Linked DNA regions of Mus musculus: all the other regions are linked to region 1. Evidence: chromatin contacts called from public ChIA-PET and HiChIP or PLAC-seq data. All regions are on one chromosome and are shown on one strand. Each heading gives the region's core, a stretch centred on a gene start, on an enhancer-like site or on the middle of the called end of the contact. The rest is flanking DNA. Distances are from core to core; before and after follow the strand shown.

Region 1 (3,749 bases), core at 682-3,181:
CTGAATGGGAAACTTACTGGGTAAACATACCCATGATGATTTGTGGTTACTTACTTTGCATTGAGTTGGCTATAACACCAGTCTTGGATGTCTAGGGATTCTAATCTGAGGGGAAGCACTCATTAGTGTTCTTCAGGGAAACTGCAACAATGGTAGCCAGGCTGTGCTGGTTTTTAATAATGCCAACTGCTGGCTCTGTTTTCTTTGGAGCTTCTAAAGCAGTGACGGGAAGAGCCGAGGTGAGGACAGGTGTGGACAGAAGCTCACAAAAAGAACCTTTCTCAAAGCAGCACACTCAGGAACTAGGAGAATTTTGAGCAGGAATAAACCATACTCCCCCTGGTGGCCAGCATGGGGGTGGCCAAAGGAGGACTCTGCTAGTTGGGCTTGGTCAACTCGATTTAGTCCTATCTGGGAAGAGAGACTTTTAACTGAGACAATGCCTCCCTAAGATTGGTCTGTAATAAAGTTTGTGGGGACATTTTCTTCACAAATGATTGATGTGGGAGGGCCTAGCACACTGGAGGCAGTTCCATCCCTGACCTAGTGAGCTGCGTTCCCCCACTTCCTCTGCTTTGGTTCCTGCCTTGAGTTTCCTACTTCCTTTAACGATGGAGTGTGACCTCAGAGTTCTAATCCAAAATAAACCCTCTCCTCCCCGAAGTGCTTTCTGGTCATTGTGCCTTGTCACACCAATATAAAAGCAGAATAGGACAGAGACACTGTGATTGTCTGGATCCCCTTCTCGACCCTACTGCTCCTCTGAGCCTCCACCACCCTAGTTCAGTGCTTGAAACCAGAGTCACAGCTCTCTTCAAATTCTGCGGAGATTCATGGGGCCTCCTAGTCTCTTGATCTTCCTATACGCAGAGTCCTTCTCCCTGGCTCCTCCTTGGCATCTTGTGACTACAGCTCTACCACCATAGACACCACTTGTCAACTACTGTCTCCATTTTTCCAATCCCTTATTGACCAGTCCTCAGCCTAACCTGTTCGTAGCTTCCCTCAGTGTGTTCAACGTCCCTGTCTCACTTGCAGCCTCTCTATCAAAACACAGAGTAGTCAGAATCCCAAATTCTGAGTTTTCCAAACATCTGATTCACCTCAGACCTTCTGGAACCTACTTGAGAGCCAGAGGTCTGCAGAAGCGTCAACAAAAGCAGCAGTGTTAAAGACCCACTGTCTAGAAGCCCTTCAGCACTGGACGGACACCCTCCTCACCCCTCTACACCAAAGCAGAAACTTGTCTCTTATAAGAGGCCTCTTTAGGCTATACCCGTCACTGACTCATCAGGGTCATGGTCACCGTCTCCCCAACCCCCACCTTCTGGACATCTGGCCGCACCCCTGTTATGATCCCATTCAGTGTGGCATCTGCCTTAGTGAAAAACAAACCCCAAGGCCCCGCGGCTTGTCCTGGTTCTTCCTCCGGGGCCGTTGTACTCCAGGTTCCCAGGCTTCAAGTCCTTGATCATGCCCAGAACTCTTGTCTAACCCGGCTGTCTTTAGTCCTTTTCCAAGTCGCCTCTCCATTTGCACCTGCTACAACCGAGGCCTGACAATGGCTCCTACACTGTAGTCGCAAAGTCACGCCTCGCCCCTCCCCGGCTCTGGCTCCCCTTGGCCCACCCTCTCCGGCGCATGCGGGTCTCCTGGCCCTGGAGGGCGGGCTCAGGAGACGGTCCTAGCTTGACCTGGATCCCTAACTCTGTGCACACTGGCGGACGCTCTTCCAGCAAGCAGACGGTCAGACGGCGAGCCGCCTAGGGGGCGCCACTCTGCACTAGGGCATCCAGAGCGCGCCACTGGCCCCGCCCACACCCAGCCTCCAGCCACGCCCGTACTGCCCAGCCTTGCCCACCCCCAGTCTCAATTGGTCCCGCCTGTCTGGATATCCTAGTTCTGATTGGCTGGCCTAAGAATCCGTCAGACTGAGCGCCGCGGCGGCGGCGGCGGCGGTGGCAGCAGCGGAGCAGAAGGGAACCGGACCGGAAGGGTCGCAGCGCCCCGCGCCCCTCACACCCACTGCGACGGCGACGGGGCGGAGCAGAGCGGGGCGGGGCGACCGGGTCCAGGTCGTGGAGCTGGGTGCCGCCAGAACGCATCGCCGCCAGCGTGCCCTCCCTCTGCCTCCGGCGCGGCGGCGCGGAGCCGAGGTGAGCCGGGCGGGCGGCTAGGCCTGGCGGGGCTGCTCGGGCCACGCAGGGCCTGGGGTGCGGGGCTCAGGGGGTGGACTGCTCGGTACTGCCCGGCTATCCACGGTTCCGCGGTCGTTCTCTCCCGCCTGGTGTGTGCAGCCCCAGGGCTGCAGGCCGGCTGTCTGGCCGGGCCCCAGCAGACCTGCCCGCAGGGATCTGTGGGCGCCTTTCCTCCAGCTGTGAGGCACGTCGCTGCACCCCGCTGCATGCCCTGGAGCCTGAGCTCTGGTCCCCGCGACCTTGGCGGTGACTGCGACCCTCACTGGCCCTCTGCTTTCCCCTCGGGAGTAATGGTAGAATGTCTAGGGTTTGGTCGGGGTTGTTAACGGGCAGTGTAACTGTCTCAAAGCGTTAGGGCAGAGAAGCCTAAGGCGCACATTTGAGAGCATCTGAGTGGGTAAATAAATGCTCCCTTGCTGATGTGAGTGTCGTAGGAACTCCCCCTCATCCGCTTAGAGTCCTCCCCCACTTCTGCCCCCCCTCCCGAGCCTTGTCATTCATCTTCAGTGCCCAGCAAAGCCAGAGTGGGCCCTGCCCACCTCCTCCGCCACTCCTTCCCCTCTTAACAGAAGCAGATCTCTGCTCTCCTATCCTAAGCTCACCTGCCTTGGGCATGCCAAAATCATTTATTTACCTCAGGACCTTTGCACTTCGATTTCTCTATGTTCAGAGTTGTCTATAAGATTTTTACCCAGCTGTCTTCTCTCACATCGCTTCCTCCTGTGGTTCAGTGTCTTGTTATAGGCGAGGCCTACCTAGCTTGACCACCCTTTTCCCTCGCTTAGTCATTCTCGCTCATCAGTTTCTTTAATTTTCCATCCAGTACCTACTCTGGATTGATGCTATCTGATTTATTGCCCCGTCCTTTTTGTATAGCATGGTGAGTACAGGTAGTTGTTTCATCTGTAAAGTCAGATCAGTGAATGAACAGTAAGACCATCCCTGCCTATTATTATCTCTGCTTTGTCCATTTTGTTGGTGACTTTAACTTGTGAAACTTGTAAGCAAACAGACGCTGATTCTCACTTTGTGAAATATTTTCATGTTTTTAATCTCTTTCTAGTAGCTGTCAGAACAATTTGTGATAAAAAAAATACGTTTTGGTAAGAGTTTTGCTCTGGCTTCCTTCCACACATTCAGGAGTTATCTACTGGATTCTGTATTATCTAGGTCATGCTTTCTGCTGGGCTCTGGGGACACAAAGGAGATAGCAACAGGGTACCGTCCCCCAGAGAGTCCAGGAGCCCCATAGAGCAGACTGGCATGCACACAGTTCTAGGACAGGATATGACACCAGCTATAGTGAAGGGTCTGTGCCCTAGAAATGGAGGGTGTGGGGTGGGGGTGCTGGAGGGCCTTGAGCAGGGACAGACAGAAAGTGAAAGGGCAAGATCAACAAGGAACTCTGCTCAGTCTGGAGCCAAGAATCAGCCCTCCAGGGCAAGTGTGGGGCTTTATGGGGTGCTGGAGACCCCAGAGCTCCAGAACTTGGTTCAGCAATTTTTGTAAAAGCCAGGATTCCAAGTTTGTATCTGGACTCTGATATGTCAG
Region 2 (3,749 bases), core at 917-3,416, 150 kb before region 1:
ATCAGTAAATTAAGAACTTGACCTTGAAAAAAGAGCTTATGAAACTCTTAGTGGTAAAGGGATACAAGGGCCCTCCAAAAATCAGGAACAAGGCAAGAGTATCCTCTTATTACTCCCACTTTACACGGTGGAGTTTTAGCCAGGACACTGGGAAGAGGGAATAAATATTTTGGAAGGTAGAAATAAAACTGCCCCATCCACCACTGTCATAATCATGTATGCAAAAATATTACTGAGTAAACGAAAATGCCACTATTAAGTGAGGTTTGAAAAGCTGTAGTAAGATCACCACCTTTAAAAAGCACTGTATTCCTGAACATCAATAATGAACAACTAGAAATACAAAGAATACAATTTATATTACGCAAATTATGAAAGTTAATAGTAAACCAGACCAAAAAAATACAACTTATATACAATACAGAAACTGTAAAATGGTGAGGAATGACATGTCCTAAGAATAGCTAAGTGAAGATATGTGAAGTGTACAGCAACTATAAAACTGATGATCACTAAAGAAAGAAACAACACAATGAAGCTGGAGGGCTAGTACTACCTGGCATCAGGGTCTATCATACACACACTATGGTGTGGACGCACCTTCTAAAAATCCTATGTTGGAAAATCAATCTTGGCAACAGTGTTGAGAAGCAAGACATGATGTAAGATGTATGAGTCACCAGTGTTCTGCCCATGTGTTATAATAGAAACCAATTTATGAAAGTTTAGTCTCTTTTCATCTTCTCTCTCACACACTCTCTTTTACCTCATGCTTTCATCTACGCTGGCCCTCACCCGATGCAGCCCTTGGACCTCACCTCCTCAGTCTCTAGAACAGTGGCTCTCAACCTGTGGGTCCTGATCCCTTAGAGGTGTTAAATGACCTTTCACAGGGGTCACCTAAGACCATTAAAAAAACCAAAACCCACAGGTAATTATATTACAATTCATAACAATAGCAAAATTACAGTTATGAAGTAGAAAATAATTTTATGGCTTGGGGGAGGGTGACTGGTCACCACAACATTAGGAGCTGTATTAAAAGGCCATAGCATTAGGAAGCCATAAAACAACTTTGAACTGTTTATAAATTATCTAGCCTGTGGTATAGCTTAAAAGGATTAAGACAATACAGAACTCTAAAATACTCTTTGTACAAGATTTAAACAAACACGTCAACAAAAAGGACAAACAGATGGCTAAGTCATACTGAAAGATGTTCAGTATCAGCAATAATTAAAAAAAAAAAAAAAGAAGAAGAAGAAGAAGAATTAAAGCCACAATTTGATAGCACTACAAGTCAGAGAGTAAGTCCTAAACATTCACTACATGCTACTGCCCTGGGGGTGGAGGCCAAAGTCACCTAGTAAAGCTGGGAGGGAGGGAGGGAGGGAGGGGGGAGGGAGGGAGGGAACTATTTCAAAACAGCTTTAAGAGCCTCATGTTTAAAACTACACTACCATTTGACAAAAGATATTTACCCCAGAGAAATAAAAGCTACACCCACAGCAACAGGACCATTTACAGTAGCCGTATTTGTCCCACACTGGAGGTGAGGATGAATCTCAGATGGCAAAGTACTTGCTTAATATGCATGCAGTCCTTCCTGGGTTTGATTCCCAGTACCAACACATACCAGGAGTATAGTGCACGCCTATGGAATGCCCCAGATAGAAGGACATGGAGACAGATCAGAAATTCAAAGTCATCCTTGGCTACATAGCAAGTTCAAGGTCAGCTGAGGACACCCAGAAAACATGTCTACCAGAAAAATAAAACAACAAAAACCATATTGAATGATTTTATTTATATAACTGCTATAAAACACCAATCTTGTATAGGATAAGAGAAGAGATGTAGCAATGGCACATTAACAAAGAGGGATCACAGGTTCTTTCTCAGGAAAGAGCACTAACAGGCACATCTACAGGTCAGAATAGATTGATTACATTATTACAATGTAAATAAATGCTGATTTTAAGAACTTATTTTTAATTATGTATAAGTGAGTGTATCTGTGTGGATAACACAGGTGCTGGCAGAGGCCAGAAAATGGTTTCCAATCCCCAGTGACAGGTGGTTTTTTTGAGCTACCTGATGTGGGTGCTAGGAAGTGAAACTGGGGGCCCCCTCAAGACTAGCATGTGCTTTTAACCACTCCCGCTCCTACGCATGCTGATTTCTGCATGTCAGTTATTCTCTGATCAAACTGTGACTACCTTGGTCTGGAAATGTCTAACATGCCACAGTTAAGCAGAAACTGTCCTCCAGGGTGATTTAGTGGCTTAAGATAGGCTGAAATTTAAGACTCTTATTCTAGTAAGTGAATTCATTCTAAAGTTCCCAGAATATTTTATTACTAAATATCAGGAGACAGGAAGAAATACTGCTCCCTGAAATCAAAGGGAGCTAAGGGATAATTAATGAACCTACCAAGAAACCAAAGCTTACACATCTAGAAAGATTCTGGGGGAAGAAAAATCTAAACATCTAGTTGACATAGTAGGCTAAAGAGGAGCACTACTGTCCAGTACTTCTCATACTTCTTTCATACCCCACCCCGCCCCACCCTACCCCAAGTCAGTCAGATATGTAAGAAGTCAACAAAAGACTGTTGTACCTAAAGCACACACACATTTCCAGCAGTTCAGTCAACAAACCCTAAAGGATTAGGCATAGTGAACCAAGAAATCAAAGCAACTAACTCATACATTTACAAGGATTTAGGAAAAAAGAAAGCCCACACATGACAAAGAATGTCCCTGTTAGCATATAGGATGCATTATTAACCAATTTTGTGGACTTAATCAAATAAAATAGAATGCCCTATTTATCATACAAACAAAAAGGCAAAATAACTAGTAGATATAGTAAGAATGTAAAACTAATGCAGAAAAAGATTAAGAAAACCATCAAACCACCCTAATTTATGTAAAAAAAAAAAAAAATCTCCAAAGTATCACATGTCAAAACTACAAATCCATATACCCCTTTAACTACTATACCCTTTATCTATGTGCCCTTAGATATTAGGGCAATATAAAATAATTATGGTATTGTTTGTCAAAAGAACCATTAAAAAAGAAAAAGTACCACTTAAAAAAAAAAAACCTCGCCTGCATGGTGGCGCACGCCTTTAATCCCAGCACTCGGGAGGCAGAGGCAGGCGGATTTCTGAGTTCGAGGCCAGCCTGGTCTACAAAGTGAGTTCCAGGACAGCCAGGGCTACACAGAAAAACCCTGCCTCGAAAAACCAAAACCAAAACCAAAACCAAAACAAACAAACAAAAAATCTCTTCTCGCTTCTTTCCAACCCCGCCTTGGACCCTGCAGCTGGCATGATACTGATGCCTAAGAAGAACCAGACTGCCATCTATGAACTCCTTTTTAAGGAAGCAGTGATGGTTGCCAAGAAAGATACCCATATACCTAAGACTCCAAGCTGTCAGATAAGAAACAGTCCAACCTTCATGTAATGAAGGCCATGCAGTCTCTCAAGTCTCAAGGCTACATGAAGGAGCAGTTTGCATGGAGACATTTCTATTGGTACCTTACAAACAAGAGCGTCTAGTGTCTCCGAGATCACCTTCACCTACTTCTGGAGATTGTGCCTGCCACCCTGAGCCACAATCACTCTAAGATTAGCAGGCCTTGGCCCAAAGATCCAGAGGGTAAGTTATCTGCAAGAGGAGAGAGAGGTAGACAAGGATACCTACAGAAGGAGTGCTGTGTCTCCTGGGGCTGACAAG
Region 3 (3,749 bases), core at 726-3,225, 140 kb after region 1:
GTGCCATGTGCTGTGGAGAGTGACACCACTGTCTGTCACCAGGTGGCTTGAGAGCCTCTGTAACTGCAGCAGGCATCGTGGCACAACATGAGATGTCCCTGCACCAGCCCTGAGCCCACGCTAGCCCCTGGCATTCTGCTGAGGGTCCCCAATCCTGTCCTTCCCAGAGGACTTGTTTCTGCAGTCACCATCTCCTTCTGCATCCTGCTGGTATCAGGATAGCCCTCTGGCGACAGCCGTGAAACAAGTCACTGAAACAAACCAGAGTCATGGAGTCGGCAATGTGTATATTACAACCTGCTGCCTAGCTCCCTTGTAAACTTTAGAGTTGGAGTAAACACATGTTTGTACGCCCGTCCTGCACATGAGTGTCCATATGTCTGATCCTTAGGCCCAAGATGAACTTCAACAGAGCAGGGTGCGGGGTTCCCGGATCATCCCTGGGAATGTAGTAATATACTTTTGGAACAGGGCGTGAAGCTGGAAGATGGCGCTCTCTCTCTCGGTGAAGTACCAACATGAGGACTTGAGGTTGGGTCCTCAGCAACTGTGTAAAAGCCAGGTGTTGGTGGAGCACATCTGTAGACCTGGTGTTGGGTGGGCAGAAATGCACAGCTCCCTGGAGCTCGCTAGCCAGCCAGTGACCAGTTGTTGAGCTCAAATGAGACCCTGTCTCTGTCCCTGCCTCCTGGCCACACAGACAACTTCAGGGGCCTGTGGGGAATCCTTAGAATTCTGAAAGGGTTCTGGCAGCATCCGGCCAAGATGGTCTTCTCTGCCTCCTGTAACTCCTCCCCCTCAGGTCCCCTGGGGTTTGGGGCATGCATCAGCCCTTGGGCCTTCATTGTACCCATTGACTTGTCTGCATCTAGCCTTCTGTGAACTCTGCCCAAGTGTCACTGTTTATAGTGTACATTGACACATTCCAAAGATGTGACTTTGACAGGGTGTCAGTCACTGTTTAACCATTTGACAAAATACTTGAAGAAGCTAACTTAATGAGGAGGTCTGGTTGGGTCACAGAAGGCCAGGGACACGGCACCTGAATTGACTCAGCTCTGGGAAGTGTCTTGCTGTGACATACAGGGCAGATTGCAATGTTGGAGGATTACGAGAGTAAAGGATTACGAACTCTACACAGTGCCCGAGAGCTCCTCCCCATAATCACCAAGAGGCCTCACAGAGAGAGTCATACCCTTGACTGCCACAGAGACCGAATTAGGATGTTCCTCTTAAAGCTCTTGAACCTGCTGGGGGGTGGGGTGGCACACACCTTTAACCCAGGCACTCAGAAGGCAAAAGCAGGCAGATCTCTGTGAGTTCGAGGCCAGCCTGATCTACAGAGCAAGTTCCAGGACAGCCAGGGCTACACAGAGAAACCCCGTCTTGAAAAACAACAAAACAAAACAAAAAGGTAGCTTTACACTCTGCAGTGCCAACATCCAGGTACCAAGCCTCTAACCCACGGAGCTCTGGGTGGTAACACAGTAGCCAAACCACAGTGGAGAGATGCCACCAAAATTACAAATGTTTGCTGCCTGTGGCTGCCACCCCTAGTGACTCATCTGGCCACTAGGCTCACAGACTTTTGCTGCAGAGCTGTTTGAGAGAGAAAAGATTGGAACCAGACCAGCATTCCTAAATAAGAATCTAAACTCGGTTGTCACAGGGCTCAACCTCCACAGCTGCGATAAGGGTGCTTTAGGCCCTGATAAGAAGAAATTCCCATGACCCCCAATGGTGGCTGTGGCTAGCCATACCCCACCAGCATGGCTCAGGAGTCCTGCTCAAAGCTCCACCAGCATATGTTCCTACAGCAAGGTACATGCCACCAAGTAAATGACAAGGCTCAACACTCCAACACAAGAAAATGAAGCCTTGGAGAGAGAGTGGGCTGGCAGTAAGAGAGGGGCTGGGGGTGGGGCAAGGGAGACAACAGGGCACCAGGAGAAGCCTCAGTAAAGAGTAGGCTGGCAGGTGAGGCGCTCCTGTAACTGCAGAAGGCCTCTGCGGAGTAGAGATAAGGGAGAAAGCTGGGAGACAGGAAGTAGAGGCTTTTGTGACAAGCTTTGCAACACGCTCCGAGTTATTACAAATAATACTTGGACAAGAACTGAATCTCTAAGCCAGATGGGGTTGTGGGTCTGTGACCCTAACACTCGGTTGGTTAGGCACAAGGATCAACAGTCCAAGGCCAGCCTGGGCTACATACATAGCAAGACCGTATCTCAAAAAAATAAAATAAAATAAACCCTTTCTCCCTCCAGTCCCTTGGGGCTGGGGTATGGATCTCAGTGGTAAATGACTTGCCTACAATGTTCAAAGTCCTGAGTTCAGCCCACAGCACTTCAAAAACATTCTAATAATTTGAAATGAGGGTTCCCACTTCGATGCCCAGAACAAAGAGCCTGTGGTCTTGCCTAGAGCCACGTGCTGTTAGAAAAAGCTCTGTGGATAAGGTACAGAGTGAAGTAACTATATGTGGTGAAAATGACTTCTTCTAAATCCTCTAGAAATTATCTTACATCATGGAGCAACTCAAGAAAGTTTACTCAGGGAAGTCTGCACTTTGGAGATGGATCCGTGTGTAAAGTATTTGCTGGCCAAGCACGAGGACCTGAGTTCACATCAGCACCCAGGAAAAAAGCCAGGCATAGCAGCACATATCTGTGCACACCAGCACCAGAGGAAAAGAGACGGTCAGGTCCCAGGAGCCCACTGGCCAGACAGTCTAGCCAAAATGATGAACTCCAGATTCAGTGAATCACCCTGTCTCAAAAGAAGGAAGTGGAAGCCGGGCGGTGGTAGTGTTCATCTTTAATCCCAGCACTGGGGAGGTAGAGGCAGATGAGCTCTGAGTTCGAGTCCAGCCGGATCTACAGAGTAGCTGCCAGGATATCCAGGGCTACACAGAAAAACCCTGTCTCAGGAAGTCAAAATGAACAAACAAATAAATAAACCCTGTTTCTAAAAACCAAAATAAATAAATAGACAAACAAACAAATATGAATAAAGCAGAGGCTAACAGAAGACATCAAATATTGACATCTGCACTCCATTCTCATGTACAAGTACACCCAAACACACATCTGCATCCACATGCACACACACACACACACACACACATCAAAACAAAAGAGACAAGAAAATTTACTAAAACTGTATAAACTATGAGTCTTGTGACATTTGAACCGTGACCACTTCCTCTCATGAGCAACAACACAAGTCAACTCCAAAGGGCACAGCCAAGAACACAAAGCCCGACAGGATTCAGCCCTACAAAGAAGACAGGCTGCCAGGCTCTCCCACTGGGGGTCCAGCTCTACTAAGGTGCAGCCTCGACTGAGCAAAGCAGAGAGGTAAGGAGCCCTTCCTGCACACAGCCCCATGCAGAGAATAGATGGTCCTCGCTGCTTCCTCTGGGAGTGTCAGGGGCCCTGCTCACACTCACAGTAGCTCACCCATGTGGTGGAAATACCTTGCTGTGGAGAAAGGAAGGAAGGGAGGGAGGGAGGGAGGGACGGAGGGAGGGAGGGAGAGAGGGAGGGAGAGAGGAAAGAAAAGAGACAGAAAGATGTCCCATTTAGTATTCAACGCAAAAAGCAAGGGTGTCACCCTGAGAAAGGGGGCCATGATCAAGCTGTAAGCACAGGCGTCTCTTAAACTCTTCAAAGACTACTTCAAACCCAAGGATAATTTCAAAACCACTAAAGATCTCAGTAGCAAGAAATTAATAGAAGGCCACAGCT

Evidence for each region. ChIA-PET counts read pairs in DNA pulled down with a chosen protein or histone mark. HiChIP or PLAC-seq counts read pairs in DNA pulled down with a chosen protein or histone mark.
Region 2: a contact with region 1 is called in a BATF HiChIP or PLAC-seq map of CD8 T cells, with 9 read pairs. The contact joins the enhancer-like site here to the promoter of Mapk9 in region 1. A contact is called at or near these places in 2 of 39 promoter capture datasets (the HPC-7 cell line and cranial neural crest), 2 of 484 Hi-C or Micro-C datasets (centrocytes and embryonic stem cells), 18 of 115 datasets of contacts at active chromatin or transcription factors (the 230-238 cell line, CD8 T cells, VIP interneurons and 10 more) and 3 of 9 other capture datasets (adipose tissue, liver and pancreatic islet).
Region 3: an RNA polymerase II ChIA-PET map of memory CD8 T cells shows a contact between it and region 1, with 50 read pairs. The contact joins the enhancer-like site here to the promoter of Mapk9 in region 1. A contact is called at or near these places in 3 of 484 Hi-C or Micro-C datasets (CD4 T cells, erythroid progenitors and natural killer cells) and 2 of 115 datasets of contacts at active chromatin or transcription factors (effector CD8 T cells and memory CD8 T cells).

The regions. Positions count from the first base shown.
Region 1 is chr11:49,844,820-49,848,568 of GRCm38.p6, forward strand. It overlaps Mapk9 (mitogen-activated protein kinase 9), which reads left to right and starts at 1,932. Exons shown (of 12, transcript NM_207692.2): 1 at 1,932-2,156. It overlaps Gm36507 (a long non-coding RNA gene), which reads right to left and starts at 1,478. Exons shown (of 4, transcript XR_003949545.1): 1 at 1,396-1,478.
Region 2 is chr11:49,694,540-49,698,288 of GRCm38.p6, forward strand. All of the region lies in intron 2 of Cnot6 (CCR4-NOT transcription complex, subunit 6), which reads right to left. It also overlaps the pseudogene Gm12192. Among named protein-coding and RNA genes, the nearest start is that of Cnot6, 16 kb to the right of the region's middle. Within about 2 kb of position 2,167, at least 30 of the 459 cell types and tissues checked have an H3K27ac peak or open chromatin away from gene starts, as enhancers often do. A contact at or near this core is called in the 230-238 cell line, CD8 T cells and centrocytes, where this site is marked.
Region 3 is chr11:49,979,861-49,983,609 of GRCm38.p6, forward strand. Rasgef1c (RasGEF domain family, member 1C) reads left to right here. Exons shown (of 14, transcript NM_029004.1): 14 at 1-363. Among named protein-coding and RNA genes, the nearest start is that of Rnf130, 44 kb to the right of the region's middle. Within about 2 kb of position 1,976, at least 68 of the 459 cell types and tissues checked have an H3K27ac peak or open chromatin away from gene starts, as enhancers often do. A contact at or near this core is called in erythroid progenitors and memory CD8 T cells, where this site is marked.